Linked DNA regions of Mus musculus: region 2 is linked to region 1. The links are chromatin contacts, called in public HiCAR-type maps. All regions are on one chromosome and are shown on one strand. Each heading gives the region's core, a stretch centred on a gene start, on an enhancer-like site or on the middle of the called end of the contact. The rest is flanking DNA. Distances are from core to core; before and after follow the strand shown.

Evidence for each region. HiCAR-type assays count read pairs that join an accessible place to other places.
Region 2: a contact with region 1 is called in a HiCAR-type map of fibro-adipogenic progenitors, with 6 times the contacts expected there. The contact joins the enhancer-like site here to the promoter of 4933407I05Rik in region 1. A contact is called at or near these places in 7 of 484 Hi-C or Micro-C datasets (cerebellar granule neurons, embryonic stem cells and nephron progenitors), 1 of 115 datasets of contacts at active chromatin or transcription factors (fibro-adipogenic progenitors) and 1 of 9 other capture datasets (embryonic stem cells).

What each region holds. Positions count from the first base shown.
Region 1 is chr9:51,911,355-51,918,218 of GRCm38.p6, forward strand. 4933407I05Rik (RIKEN cDNA 4933407I05 gene) reads left to right here and starts at 3,075. Exons shown (of 3, transcript NR_040731.1): 1 at 3,075-3,205. It overlaps Gm6980 (a long non-coding RNA gene), which reads right to left. Exons shown (of 4, transcript XR_870743.2): 2 at 5,334-5,483; 3 at 4,557-4,594; 4 at 2,122-2,732.
Region 2 is chr9:51,536,063-51,542,926 of GRCm38.p6, forward strand. No RefSeq gene overlaps it. Among named protein-coding and RNA genes, the nearest start is that of 1810046K07Rik, 210 kb to the left of the region's middle. Within about 2 kb of position 3,024, at least 11 of the 459 cell types and tissues checked have an H3K27ac peak or open chromatin away from gene starts, as enhancers often do. A contact at or near this core is called in fibro-adipogenic progenitors, where this site is marked.

The sequences.
Region 1 (6,864 bases), core at 1,825-4,324:
GCTGGTAAGAAGACTGAGTAACTCATCGGAAGTTCTCCTGGATAATAGGCGTTAGTGCCAATCTATAAGACTCTTGACTAAGACCAATCCTTTACAAATCTCCCTGCTTTTCCCCCAAAAATGAAAAAGATATTTTTAACTCATTCCACAAGGCCACTTAAGTCAGAAAAAAAAGTACAAAGCAACATCCTTATGAATATTGTTCTGATAATCCAAACAATTAAAAGAGAAAATGAAATTTGTCTGTACATTAAAAATGAGTATTCATCACCAACAAGTAGGAGTTATTCTAAAAATACAAAGATAGTCCATTGCACAAAAGCCAATCAATGCAATCAATAAACCGCATCAACAAATAAAGGGACAAAAATTAACCTCTACTGATGCAGTTCGGCATCTGACACAGTTCAGCATCCTTCCATGACTATAAGGAAGTCAGAAGGAACTGAAAGGAACCTCCCTAGGCTAGCAAAGGTTTGGTATTAAATAACACAATTAACGGGATATTGGTGATAGAGGCCCAGCAACTTGTTCCTCTCGGGTCAGGCAGGAGACAAGGTGCCTATTTCATCACTTGTAGTAAACATTATATTGAAAGTTTTAGGTAGAAGAATTAGGAAACAGATAGGGATGTAGCTCCGTGGTAGCGCTCTTGCCTGGCGTGTGCAAGCCTCTGCGGTTAAACCTCAGCACCGCAAGAACAAGAGGGAAAGAGTGAGGGTTGGAAAGAAAGGGGAGTAGGGAAGAAGAGAGACACAGAGAGAGACAGAGACAGAGACAGAGAGAGTTCAATTGTGTGCCTAAGACAATATGATCTTATACATAAAAATTAATGTAGCATTAAAACTGGCACTCATGAATGACAATCATAACTAATAAGTGAGCCCAGCATAGTTGAAGGATCCAGTATGGACTTTCACGGCCTTGCTGTAATGTGTTCTCTAGCAATGAACAAGCTGGGAAAGAAATAAAGAAAACAGCTCCAGGTATAACTGCTAGGAATTAGTCAAGGATATAAATAAAGGACCTATCTCAGGAACGTGAAGAACACTTTGACAGAAATTAAATAAGACAACAGTAAGTGGAAAGGCATCCCAGATTCATGGGTTGGAACATTTAATACTGTTAAGCGCCAGCAATAGCCAAAGCAATCTACAATGACAGAATCCCTCTCAAAATCACAACATTGCTTCTGTAATCATAGACAAAGCTCCTAAAGTTGACATGAATCTAAAGGGGCGCTAACAACCAAAATAATAGTAACAACAGCAACAATAATAAAGTTAAATCAAGCTTCCTAATTTCACATTTTACTGCAATAATCAAAATAGTATATCAGGAGCATAAAGACAGATATACAAAACAATGGGAAAGGTCTGAAAGCCATAAATAAACTCTGGTAGGTATGGGCACATGATTCCAACAAGAGTTCTATGACCATTCAATAAGAATTCAACACAGTGGGGCATGGTAGCACACACTTTTAATCCCAGCACTCAGGAGGCAGAGGCAGGCAGATCTCTGAGATCAAGGTCAGCCTGGTCTACAGAACAAGTTCCAGGACAGCCAGACCCATGTAGAGACCCTATCTCAAAAAAAAAAAAAAAAAAAAAAAAAAAAAAGATAAAACTTCTGTAATTACTTGGCTCATGTGTTGATGAAGAAAAATGTTTTTAAGAGGATACAGCAGCCTTTTCAATAATCTATATTAGAAACCCTGGAGCCCAAGTGCAGAAGAATGACATTGAGCTGGGCATGGTGGCACCTGCCTACAGTACAAGCACTTGGGAGGATTTATCAGAAGGGTCAAAGCCAGCTGGAGTCACATGGGAACAGCCTGTCTCAAACCAAGGACAAGAAACGGAGGAGGAAGAAGGAGAGGGAGAAGAAACAGTAGTAGCAGTTGTTTCTCTGCTTAATACTATTTATAAAAATTAACTCAAGCACATCAGAAACCTAAGAGTAACAACTAAAATTGTAAAACCATGAATAAAACAGGAGGCATTCTCATTATACTGTGTTGGCACTATTTCTTTAATGACTGTGACCCAGGCACTGGCAAAAAAAAAAAAAAAAAAAAAACACACAAATGAGGCTTCGTTGGTTTTTTTTTTTTTTAATTCATTCCAGAACATATCGAAAGATTCTACCAAAAGAACAAAAGCGGCAAATCAGAGAAGTGAGGAAATGTTTATAAAGCACATATCTAATGAGGGATTGGAGTCCAGAATACACGAGGAGCTCCTGTGACCTGACATCAAGCGGTAGCTTTATTAAAAATTGGCAGGGAACTTGAACAGACTTTCTCCAAGAGGAAATAAACAAGGGATCTGTGAAGACACACTGAGTGAACAAGACAGGCACACAGGAGGATAAATACTGTGTGCTTTCACTTACGTGAAGACACTAGTCACCATAGGCTCGTGGGGAAGGAAAATGGGCTGTCATTATCAGATAGGTAGAATTTCAATTCAAGTGATGGAAACCTTCTGCAGATAGATAAAAGTAATGGGTATAAAACACCCATAGCACTTAACACTTCTCTGAACTATATACTTGGAAATGGCAAAGGTGGTAAAACTAACAAGTTTATTGTGCCACAGTTTTTAAAGGAAGACGAAAGAAACTACATTACTTGAGTTTCATGAACATTTCTTCCACGGAGGTGATATGAATTGCATCCATCTTTGATTCAAACACCAAATCAAAGTATGACTCCATCCAAGTCCATCCTGGGGAAACAATGAGTTTATTGGGAGTTACTGACAAGGACATGGATGGTCTCAAACAGTCCACTAGACAGTTTTAACCCAACGTGGGTAATGGCTTCCCCATGGCCATACAGATGAAGCCTTCTTCTCCTAGTGTCCCCAGACTCCCCGCAAATCCTGAACTCATGTGCAATTTGGGATCAGCCTTTACATTTTTATCCTCAAGACAGCATTTCATATTATACCCTGTTTTATAACTAGACTTCTGTAATGTAATCTCTTAGTGCGAGAGCTCTCCAAGTAGTAACCTATGTGAGGTCATCTGCCTAGAGAACAGTGTGAACGCCCCACCCCCACCCCCACAATCTCTGAGGTCCATAGATCTCAGGTCTGCGTGAAATTGTCTCAGCTAGGCCTAAAGTCACCGGGCCGCCCGAGCCTCCCTCTCAAGGAGCCTGGATCTTAGCCTGAGAGATGAAGAAAGCCACTACGGGGTATTGATCCAGGAGGGGACATGAGGGAATTATGGTTTTCAAAAGCTCACTCAGGCTGAGGTGTGAAGAGCCTGGCTTGTACGAGTAAAAGCATGGAAATAGAGTGGCTAGTTAGGTAACCGCGGTGGCCACCATCCAGAAAGAGCTGACGACAGCGACTGATTTATCGGAACTTCTCTGGAAGCCTGTCTTAAAGTTCTATTTCTCTGAACCAGTAAGGGCTGATAATAATGGGTGGCCTCCAACCGTCAGATGGGAAGAGGGGAACGGCTTGTGTGCACGCAGCTGCACAAGCACAAACCAAGCTGACAGATCCCATTAACCTGAAGAGAAAAAAGCCAAGGGCAGGCAGGATAGAAGCAGAACTTAGCCCCTGGAAGGAAAACCCCACCTCTCTGACTCACTGACCCTCCCATTGGCTCAGGCATGCTGGGAGTGGGAGGGATTGCCTGTCCGGGATTCCGTGGGCTGTCTTAGCAAAAGTTCATTCCAACTTTCCTGATGTAGAGACAGTCTTCCAAATTGGAAAAGCCATCCTTGAACTATCTGGCTAGGATGTGAACTGTCAAGAAAGCATTGGGGAGCCCTGGAGGTGTCTAAAGGGGGGATCTCTGCCTTTTTAGGTTTGCTGACTTCTTTTTTAACAACATAGATAGCCCTGGGCTTTTTACTTTCAGGAATGGTGCATAGGGTTTTCATCTCGCAGGGACAGAGGGTGGCAGGGACATATTGGCGAAGTCTGCCAGCCTCCACATTAAGAGAGTAACTTTAGATAGGGCGGTCTAGCCATTCCTTGGTTTACCTTCTCTTCACAATATAGGAATAAGCAGGCTCTGTCTGCCAGCCCTAATTGATCCCGCTCCACCCTATTGCATGCAGAACGGAGGATATTAGCACCTGCCTCTTATCAACAAGGGGAGACTAAGTCCCCACCTTGCTGCTTACAAATGTATATGACATACTGCCTACAGGCTAACACCATTTGCAGAATATTTGAGAGCCTCCTAGTTTCCAGCAGTCACTAATGATAGGTGCTACAAGTGAAATGGTTAACAAATTGTGTGAATCACTTCTATAGGAACAACCCAGAATGAAACTTGTACCAGTGTCCTGTTTATACCATTCCTCCCTGCAGATGGAGCAACTACCTCATCTCCTATCCTCTGACCCAGTTTGTGGGGTTGTATTCTGACCTTCAGCTTCCCAGACACCAACAAAGTAATCTTGGATACATTCCGCTCACCACCACAGAGCCTTGGGCTCATGTGACCTGTGTTCCCTGCTGGGCCTGCTTTCTGAGTGCTAAGATTGACCTTATAGTCCCCTGAACCTCCTGTGCCCTGTTGCCTACCTGGACATTGCTTGAGTCAGATCCCAGATGCTTTCCACCTGAGCTTGAAAATAAAATACATGTTACACTTGAATATCACTCATGTACCAACATATTCATTGCATGAATATGAATATTCATATTCATGTACCAACAGTCCGTTCATATGGCTGCAATTTTCTCTTTCAATTTTCCTTCCCCCTTTCCCCTCCCTCCGCCTTGCCCTGGCCTCTCTCTCCAACTTAATTCTTCACCGCCATCTCCTAGAGCATCAGTTCTCAACCTGTGGGTCATGAGCCCTTGGGGGCAGGGGATGCTGAACAATCCTTTCACATGAGTTGCCAAAGGCAATCCTGGATATTATACATTTATATTACAATTCATAACAGCAGCAAAATTACAGTTATGAAATAGCAACAAAAGCAATTTTATGGCTGAGGCTCACCACAACATAAGAAACTGTATTTAAAAAAAAAAAAATCACAGCATTAGGAAGGTTGAAAACCACCGTCCTAAAGCAATAGACCTCAAATCCAGTTACACCTTAGAAACATATGGGGATATTACTGAAGTACAAATACTTTTACCCACTGTCCAGATGAATTGAGACTTGCTGCTTTTCAAGGTTTCCGACAGAGAGGCTCAAACACCAGGTCCCTAGAGTATAAATCCCAGCTGAGAGGGGCACAGGGTGATCAGGGGCTGCCAGGGATAGTGGGTGGGGACCAGGCATGGATCACAAGTATAGACAGGAACAGGCAGACCAAGAAAGCAGCCTAAGTGGAGGCCAGAGCTTACTCTCCTCACGTGGCTCTGCTCTGCTGCTGACTTGTTCTGGCAAAGTCGTTATAGAAATCCGAGTCTAAGGAGGTCACTGAATCTCCATCTTGGTAGTTGTCCTGGTCAGGTTTTTTATCGCCACGATGAAACACCATAACCAAAAGCAAGCTGAGGAGGAAAGGGTTTATTTGGCTTACACTTCCACATCATAGTTCACCATTGAAGGAAATCAGGACAGGAACTCAAGCAGGGCAAAACCCTGTAGACAGGTGCTGTGAAGAGGCTGTGGAGGGGTGCTGCTTACTAGCTTGCTCTCCATGGCTTGCTTAGTCTGCTTTCTTATAGAACTCAGGACTGGCAGCCCAGAGATGCTACCACCATAATGACCTGGGCACTTCCTCATCTATCACTAATTAAGAAAATGTCCTATAGGCTTGTCTACAACCTGATCTTATAAAGGCATTTTCTCATTTGAAATTCCCTTTTCTCAGGTGACTTTAGCTTGTGTCAAGTTGACATAAAGCTAGCCAACGCAGTAGTCCTGGTCAGGAAATGGTGCTGTCCTTGAGCGCTGAACCAAGATGCTTGTGGAGTAGAAAGCTCCAAAGGGCACCAACAAGAAGTAGTAATGGGGCTCCCTCAATCTCCCACACTTCCCAAAACCTTACCAGGATTCAGAGGTGCTAACTAGAAAACAACTACTTCTAAGATGGCACAGATGGCTTGGTGACACCATTCAGTAAGGACTGCAAGCATGGAATGACCTCATCAGACACATAGCTTCTTTCAGCTTTCTTCAGCTCAACAACAGGGGTCAGCTGCTTCTGTCCATTGGTTCAGCTGCTTCTGTCCATTGGTTGGGTGCAAATAACTGCATCTTACTCTTTCAGCTGCTTGTTGGGCCCCTCAGAGAGCAGTCATGAAAGATCACTTTTTGTGAGCATTCCATAGACTCAGTAATAGTGTCAGGACTTGGACCTCCCCTTGAGCTGGAGCCCACTTTGGGCCTGTTGCTGGACCTTCTTCTCCCCAGGCTCCTCTCCATTTCCAACCCTGTAATTCTTTCAAACATTTCTTACCAAACATGGCTGCACACTAAAATTGGAAAGATCAGAAGAGGAAGATAGACATAGACATAGACATAGACATAGACATAGACATAGACATAGACATAGACATAGACATAGACATAGACATAGACATAGACATAGACAGACATAGACATAGACATAGACATAGACATAGACATAGACATAGACAGACGTGTGTGTGTGTGTGTGTGTGTGTGTGTGTGTGTGTGTGTGTGTGTGTGTGTCAGTTGGTAAATTGCATTCTAATATGTCTGAAGTCTTGGGTTGAATCCTCAACACCACATAAACTAGATGCGCTTGTACATGCCTATGCCTATAATCCCTGCCCTTGGAAAGTACAGGCAAGAAGATCAGAAGTTCAGTATCATCTTTGGCTATATAGGGAATTTGAGGTCAGCCTGGGATACATAAGATAACTGTATTAATTAAAACAAAAAACAAAAACAAAAGAAAGTACA
Region 2 (6,864 bases), core at 1,774-4,273, 380 kb before region 1:
CTCCTCTCCTTTCCTTTCCTTTGTTCTGATTGTTTGTTTGTTTTCGAGACAGGGTTTCTCTGTATAGCTCTGGCTGTCCTGGAACTCACTTTGTAGACCAGGCTGGCCTCAAATTCAGAAATCTGCCTGCCACTGCCTCCCAAGTGCTGGGATTAAAGGCGTGCACCACCACCAACAGCATTCAGTCATTGCTTCATCAGGAGAATGGACCAGGCATTCTGGGGTTGATTGGGATGCAGTTTGAAGCAGAGGTATCAGCAAGACACACACTAAGAAACACCTACTATCTACCCTGAACTTTTAGAAGCTCTCGTAGCTCCTGGTATACAGTAAGAAGGGAGCTCACTTCTCTGTCCCTTGGCTTTCAGACCAGAGCTTCTTGGATAAATAACATTCTTACTTTTAAGAATTTACACATAGACTCTACAAATTCCCTTTCCCCATCAAGTAGAGGGATGGGGTTGCCATGCCACAGTCAAAAACTCAGACCCAGAATTGTTCCTGTCTAAAAGAACTGCAGGGACAAAAATGTAGAAGAGACTGAGGGAAAAGTGGTCCAGTGACGGCCCAACTTGGGATCCATCTCAAGAGTAGGCTCCAAGGCCTGATGTTATTACTGATGCTCTGTGATATGCTTACAGATAGGAGCCTATCATGGCTGTCCTCTGAGAGGGCCAACAAGCAGCTGACTGAGACAGATGCAGGTATTTACACCCGACCATTGGACTGAAGTCAGGGACCCCTGTGGTTGACACGGAAATGCTGGAAGAATCTGAGGAGCAGGGTAAATCCATAGGAAGACCAGCAATCTCAACTAACTCTGAGATCTCTCAGACCCTGAGTCACCAACCAGGCACCATACACTAGCAGATCCAAGGCCCCAACACATACAGCAGAGGACCGCTTGGTCTGGCCTCAGTGAGAGAAGATGGTTCACCTAACCCGGGAGAGACTTGAGATGTCAGGAAGTGGGGAGGTCTTGTGTGAGGTGAGGGTGGAGACAGGAAGGAGGAGAAATGGGATGAGGAACTGTGGGAGGGTGGATCAGGAGGAGAATAACAACTGGACTGTAAAAATTAAACGTAATATTTTTTAAATTTTAAAAATTAAAATAAAGAATTTACACAAAAATTTATTCCACTACCTATTCTTTTTATGTTTAAAAAGTCCTTTTAGTTTCTAGCCTTAATTGCCTTTTAAAAAAATTCCCTTTGTGTTGTATTCTTCAAAACTTAACTACAGACTAATTTTTTAGAATGTTTCAACAGTCATTTTCCTTAATAATCATATTTATTTAAAAATTTTTGGTAATTGAGCTTTAAAGGTATCTTCCTTTCTACTCTATTTTTCTAAATGTACTTCATTTTCTCTCAGTGAAACTTAATTTTATCCACTTAATAAAGTAGATTGAGTACACGTGTTTAAATTTTATGCCATTGCAAGACACGTAATGTGAATTTAGCATCATGTGGAGGACAAATATTGTGAAGTGAGATTCCTGATGTGTTCTTTGGTTCTCATGAGGTTGAGGGGGCAGAGGCAGCTTGGACAGAGCAAGGCAAAGCTGGTTGTGTGAGGCAGAGCTGTATGGAGTCAGGAGCATCCTTTAGACTTGGTTCTTACACCACCAACTTTCATCATCTTTAGCAGGTCATTCCTCAGGTTTACTCAGTGGTGACAGAAAGTGGCTGGGATACATCACTCCAAAGCGATCTTTCTCAGGTTTGTGTTCTGTATAGACTATGAGTTCATGGCAGAGGAATAGTGGAAGAAAGCAGCATGTTTTGAGAAAGCCTTGTTAAAATGGTATAGCAAATTTTTTAAGTATTGTAATTTATAAGTATAAATATAAAACAATGTTTTCATGCTTTGCTATACCATTATATATTTACTATATAAATATGTATTATATATTTGCTATGCAATTATACATATTATTTTGTATATACTTATAAACATGTATATTTATAAATTATTTATATTATCTATAAACACTGTATTTTATATTTGTAATAATGTATACAGAAGAAATATTTTAGCATATTTCTTTGCTGTGTGTAAGCTTGCCTCCCTCTCTCAGCCTGCGAGCCCTATCAAGACCTCCTTGGCATCAAAATGGTCAGGTCAAAACAAATTAACACGTCGTAAAATGCAAAGGCTTTTATCAGTATAGAATTAGATTTGTGTCCCAGGCTCAGGTACTTTGCAGGTCACTTAGCAGCCTGTGTGGCTTTGGGATGAACTTTTTCAGTTTTCATTTCTTTATCCAAAAAAAGTAAATTACTGGTATGGAGTTTGAAACTGTTGTTATTTTTAAAAAGTAAAATGTAATTCAAGCCAGACAAAATTCCAGTTTGACGGTGGGTGGGATTGGGCATAAAGTCCCACCCTTGGCTAAGGAACAGCTGGGAACAGAGAGTTGCTGAGAGGGGATGAGCTAGTTTTCTTTAAGGGTGTGGCCCCTGGGAGGTCAACCACACTCCCAAGAGTATGTGTGCAGCACAAATTGGACACAATGAGATTACCAAAAATGAAGAGACAGAGTTGGGTTGTTATGGAAGGGGTGGATCTGGGAAGAGGGTGAGTATGATAAAAAATACACTGTATTAAATTACCAAAAAATTAATAAAAATATTTAAAATTCCTTTAAAAATGAAATGCTACAAGAGCCAATATATGCCTCATTAAATATCAGGGAAGAAGTAAAACTAAGAATGCATGCCTTTAAAAGAACTTCCTAAAGCAGAAAGAAAGTTGTGTTTCACAAAAACATCTTAAAAACATCACATGTTTTATGGGGTCGAAGGGATCATATATCTCGGGTAAACTATTGACCACATGGATCTTAAAGAGGTTAAGTGGGAAGGAAAAGCAGAGGCCAGACATTTAGAGTCTGAACCGACTCTGAATAACTCACCAGATTTACAAGGGGAGGGGATGTTAGTAAAAAGAGATCTTCATTCTCACTCCCTTGGATTCCCAGACTAGAGCCCCGATTCTGAGTCAGTGTGAAATGTAATTGCTCAATAGAGCCATGTATGATTCTGATGATGCAAAATCACCCTTGAACTCTGTGGCATCCTGACCCTGTCTCAAGAAGACTCATTTGTGCCTGGAAGCTGGTGAGCCAGTTGGATTAAAGACTTAAAGATGAAACACAGTGGCTCCAGCAACAAGTTTGGAACACTCTATGAACTTTTTGGGAAACAAGATCTCACAAAATTGGGCTGTCTGGTGGCTACATTCCTGAGGCAAAGCAAACAAAGAGTACTGAACTATGTATGTGGGAAATTAAAGGTAGTTTAGAACTAGCTGTATGATGATCATGATGATGATAGTGGCAGTGGTGATAATTTCTAGAGTATTGTAGGGAGAAAGAATGTGTTTGGGTTCTAGAATGTAATAGTCTCACTTCTACTTCCAATTTTGGTATATTCCTTTAACCTCGAGAGAGAAAATTCATGGGATGGCTGTTTCGCTTTGAGTTCACATTCTTTTGAGATAGTTAAAGGTTATCCAGTTTATACTAGAAGCTGGTACAGGTATTCAGGATATCAAGCAAGCAAGATAATACCAAATAGAGTCTAGTTTTATAGGAGTCAATAGCAGTGGATAAACCAACATGATGAATAATGGAATAAGATAAAATACAGAAGAAAGAGTTAGAGGTAAATCTTCCCTCAGGATTTGGGGTAGGGTGATAGTAGAAGTTGAGTTGAAATGCCAGCCTTAGTAAGTTTAGGGCTTAATGGAGATTCCACAGAAAGGAAAGGCTTCATTGTTTGTCTTCCTTTGTTTTCACTTGTTCAATTGAGGTAGAATCTAGCAACTTTTTCTTTAGAATCACAACTTCAGTGCAAGAAGGAAATTGAATCAATTATACTAGAAAACTAGTGGGCTCAAGTCCATCTCAAAATGTGCTATATCACTTAAAGTTAACAACCTGTACCCAAAAACTAAGGAGACAACATAGTCAAAGAGAGGAGGCCAGATTTAAATTATATGCTGAGAGAGAATAGCACATATGACCTTATCTAGGCCATGTGGAAGGATTCTGCCTGGGGTAGCAGGGAGAACAGATGATGTCTCTTTTCCTAGCTCTGATGGCACAGTCGATGGTGGTACTGATATGAAGAAACTGTATTCCATGCTAGACAAGTGTTCATTTTACATGCTACCTTAGAAAATCCCAGGCTTAGTGTGCAAGAGCCAGTCACAAGGAGCTGTAAGACCAGAGAGAGAGACAGACAAACAAACAGGTCTAGTATTGCACAAAGTGCATCTTACTATGGACTTTTGAGTAAAGGTGTATCCTAGGGAATAGGAAGAGAGGTAGATTTCTGGGGGAAACACTTCATATACTAAGCTGAGAAAATTGGCTATGAGTGAAATATTTGTCTTTCCTCAATAATTAGTGTCAGTTAAGAAGAGGCAAAGCATGGCAGCAGTGCCTGGTTCATCACATCACACAACTATCTTAATGACTTTGTATGACCAAGGTGGTTGTATTCACTCCAAGGTAGGTCCCTAATACATGTTTCTGTTTATACACTAAGAAGAGAGAATAATACAACTGATGTTTTCTATGTGGGCAAAAGCAGTTTTCTTTTAGGAGATAACATGGCATCTGGTTTTCACCATCCCAAGTGTAGAAGCTACTTAGCTATTCATAACCATAGGGCATTGCCAGTTTTTTCTGGGTGTAGCTAGAAATGTCCTAGCTTCTTATTCAGGAAGGTATAGCCATGTGGTTGAGTTCTAGCTTATAACTTCTGTCCCTACTCTTTCTAGTGCCAATAGAAACCCCTCTGAACCACAGGGATAAGATAAAAGAACCTCTAGTCACTTGCATTCCTGATGTATTATGGAGGGGAGCTTTTCACCAGCTCAGTATTGTTACACGGGTAAAACTAGGCACCAGCTGGGAACGGTTACAGGCATTACCCTCTCACATTATACTCTTCTGTGCATTTGTCACTTGAGTGCATATTTATTACCAGGTACTAATTATTTTCCTGGTATACTTTAGGTTCTGGTAATGTAATTTAGAGAAAAATATATAAACGTTTGACCTCCAGGAGGTTATACTTGAAAGAAAAGCAAAAATTTGGTGCTGCTTGACATATCTTGTAGTATTTAATAACATGAAAATAAAACTTTTATCTTTGAACTCTTTCTTATTATATACATTGAATGTAAAGCTCATGATCGAGTTAATGCTTACCCATTAGCTATTAATGTAACAGTGCAAATGGCTGTAGAAGATAGGAACCTAGCCTCGGATTTCTATCCATCTACACTGTTAGAAATTTGTGCCCAAATCATTTTGTTCCTAAGGATGATGTCAGTGGAAGACTGGAGGACCTGCTCCTTTCTGAGAGTGTTGTGGAAGAAATAGTTTCCTTGTGGGATGGCGTTAAGAAATCTCTTGTAGGAACTGATGGGTTGGAGAAGAGGAAGCTATTTCAATTATAATAAAAGATTCATCAAGTAAAAAGAGTAATGGATAGAGGAAAGTTGAAGGCTTGGGATTTATGAATAGAGTCAGTCATGCCCAAGACATCTCGAAGAACTAGATGTAGTTTCTCCCTGTGATACAACAATCTGTGGAGGGGTGTGTCTGGCTGCATTATAGTTCTTAGGAGCTTCACAGCATAAGCATGGCCTCTGGTAGACATTTGATCTGAAGACATCATATCACCCCTGTAGAAAAATAGGTAGGCCAAAGGTAAAAATTGGAGGGCCATTGCCACAAAACAACCCTCCTCTTGGGACCCTTAGGCCCCCATGGCAAATGTACTAAATTTGTAACATGGGCGGTCTTATATCTCATAAAAGCCAAAAAAAGAGCAAACGTCCACTGCCAATATGCCATCCTTAGCTATGGGTACATTAGACTACCCAAGGGGAGTTGGAAGATCAGGTTTTTACAGTTAGATTCTGAGGACAACACTCTTCCCTCAGTGTTTCTGAAAAGTGTCCATCGCCTTGGCTTACTTCCAGGTTTCTCTCTCAGCTTTGTGTTTTTGTGGTTGAGATGTGATCTCTTAACTTTCTAATACTGATGCCATGCCTGCCAAATGCTGCCGTGACTCCCTGCCAAGGCATGGATTCTTATCTATCTATAGCCATGAGCCAAATCAACTTTCTCTTCTGTAAGTCACTTTGGGTCATGACATTTTATCACAGCAACGGAAAAGTAACCAGTTTAGTTAGTCATTAAATAAGATCTGTAGTGGTTAGTTGTGTGTCAACTTGACACAAGTTAGAGTCATCAAAGAGGAAAGAGCCTCAGTTGAGGAAATGCCTTCATGAGATCCAGCTATAAAGTAGTTTCTCAATTAGTGAGCAGTGGAAGAGGGCTCAGCCCATGGTAGGTGGTGACATACCCGGACTTGTGGCCCTGGGTTCTACAAGAAAGCAGGTTGAGCAAAGCCATGTATAAAGCTAGTAATCACCCCCCCTCCCATGGCCTCTGCATTAGTTCCTGCCTCCAGGATCCTGCCCTGTTTGCTTTCCTGTCCCGACTTCCTTCAGAGATGAACGGCAGTGTAGAAGTGTAAGCCAAATATATCCTTTCCTCCACAGCTTGCTCATTTGTCATGGTGTTTTGTTGTAGTAATAGAAACCCTAACTAAGAGTGATCTGTGCAGGATAACTTTTCATAATTAATATAAAAACCTTAGTCCCACCTGTAAGATCTCTCCATCTTACCAAGCACATTGACTGATATCTGCACTCTTAGCCCTGTGGAGCTTGAGGTAGGAGGAACATGTTTGAGACCAACCTAGGCTGCATATCAAGACCCTGTGTAAAAGAGTAATTTCTCAGTTTTATTGTATGGTGGTCCCAGACTATCTTTCA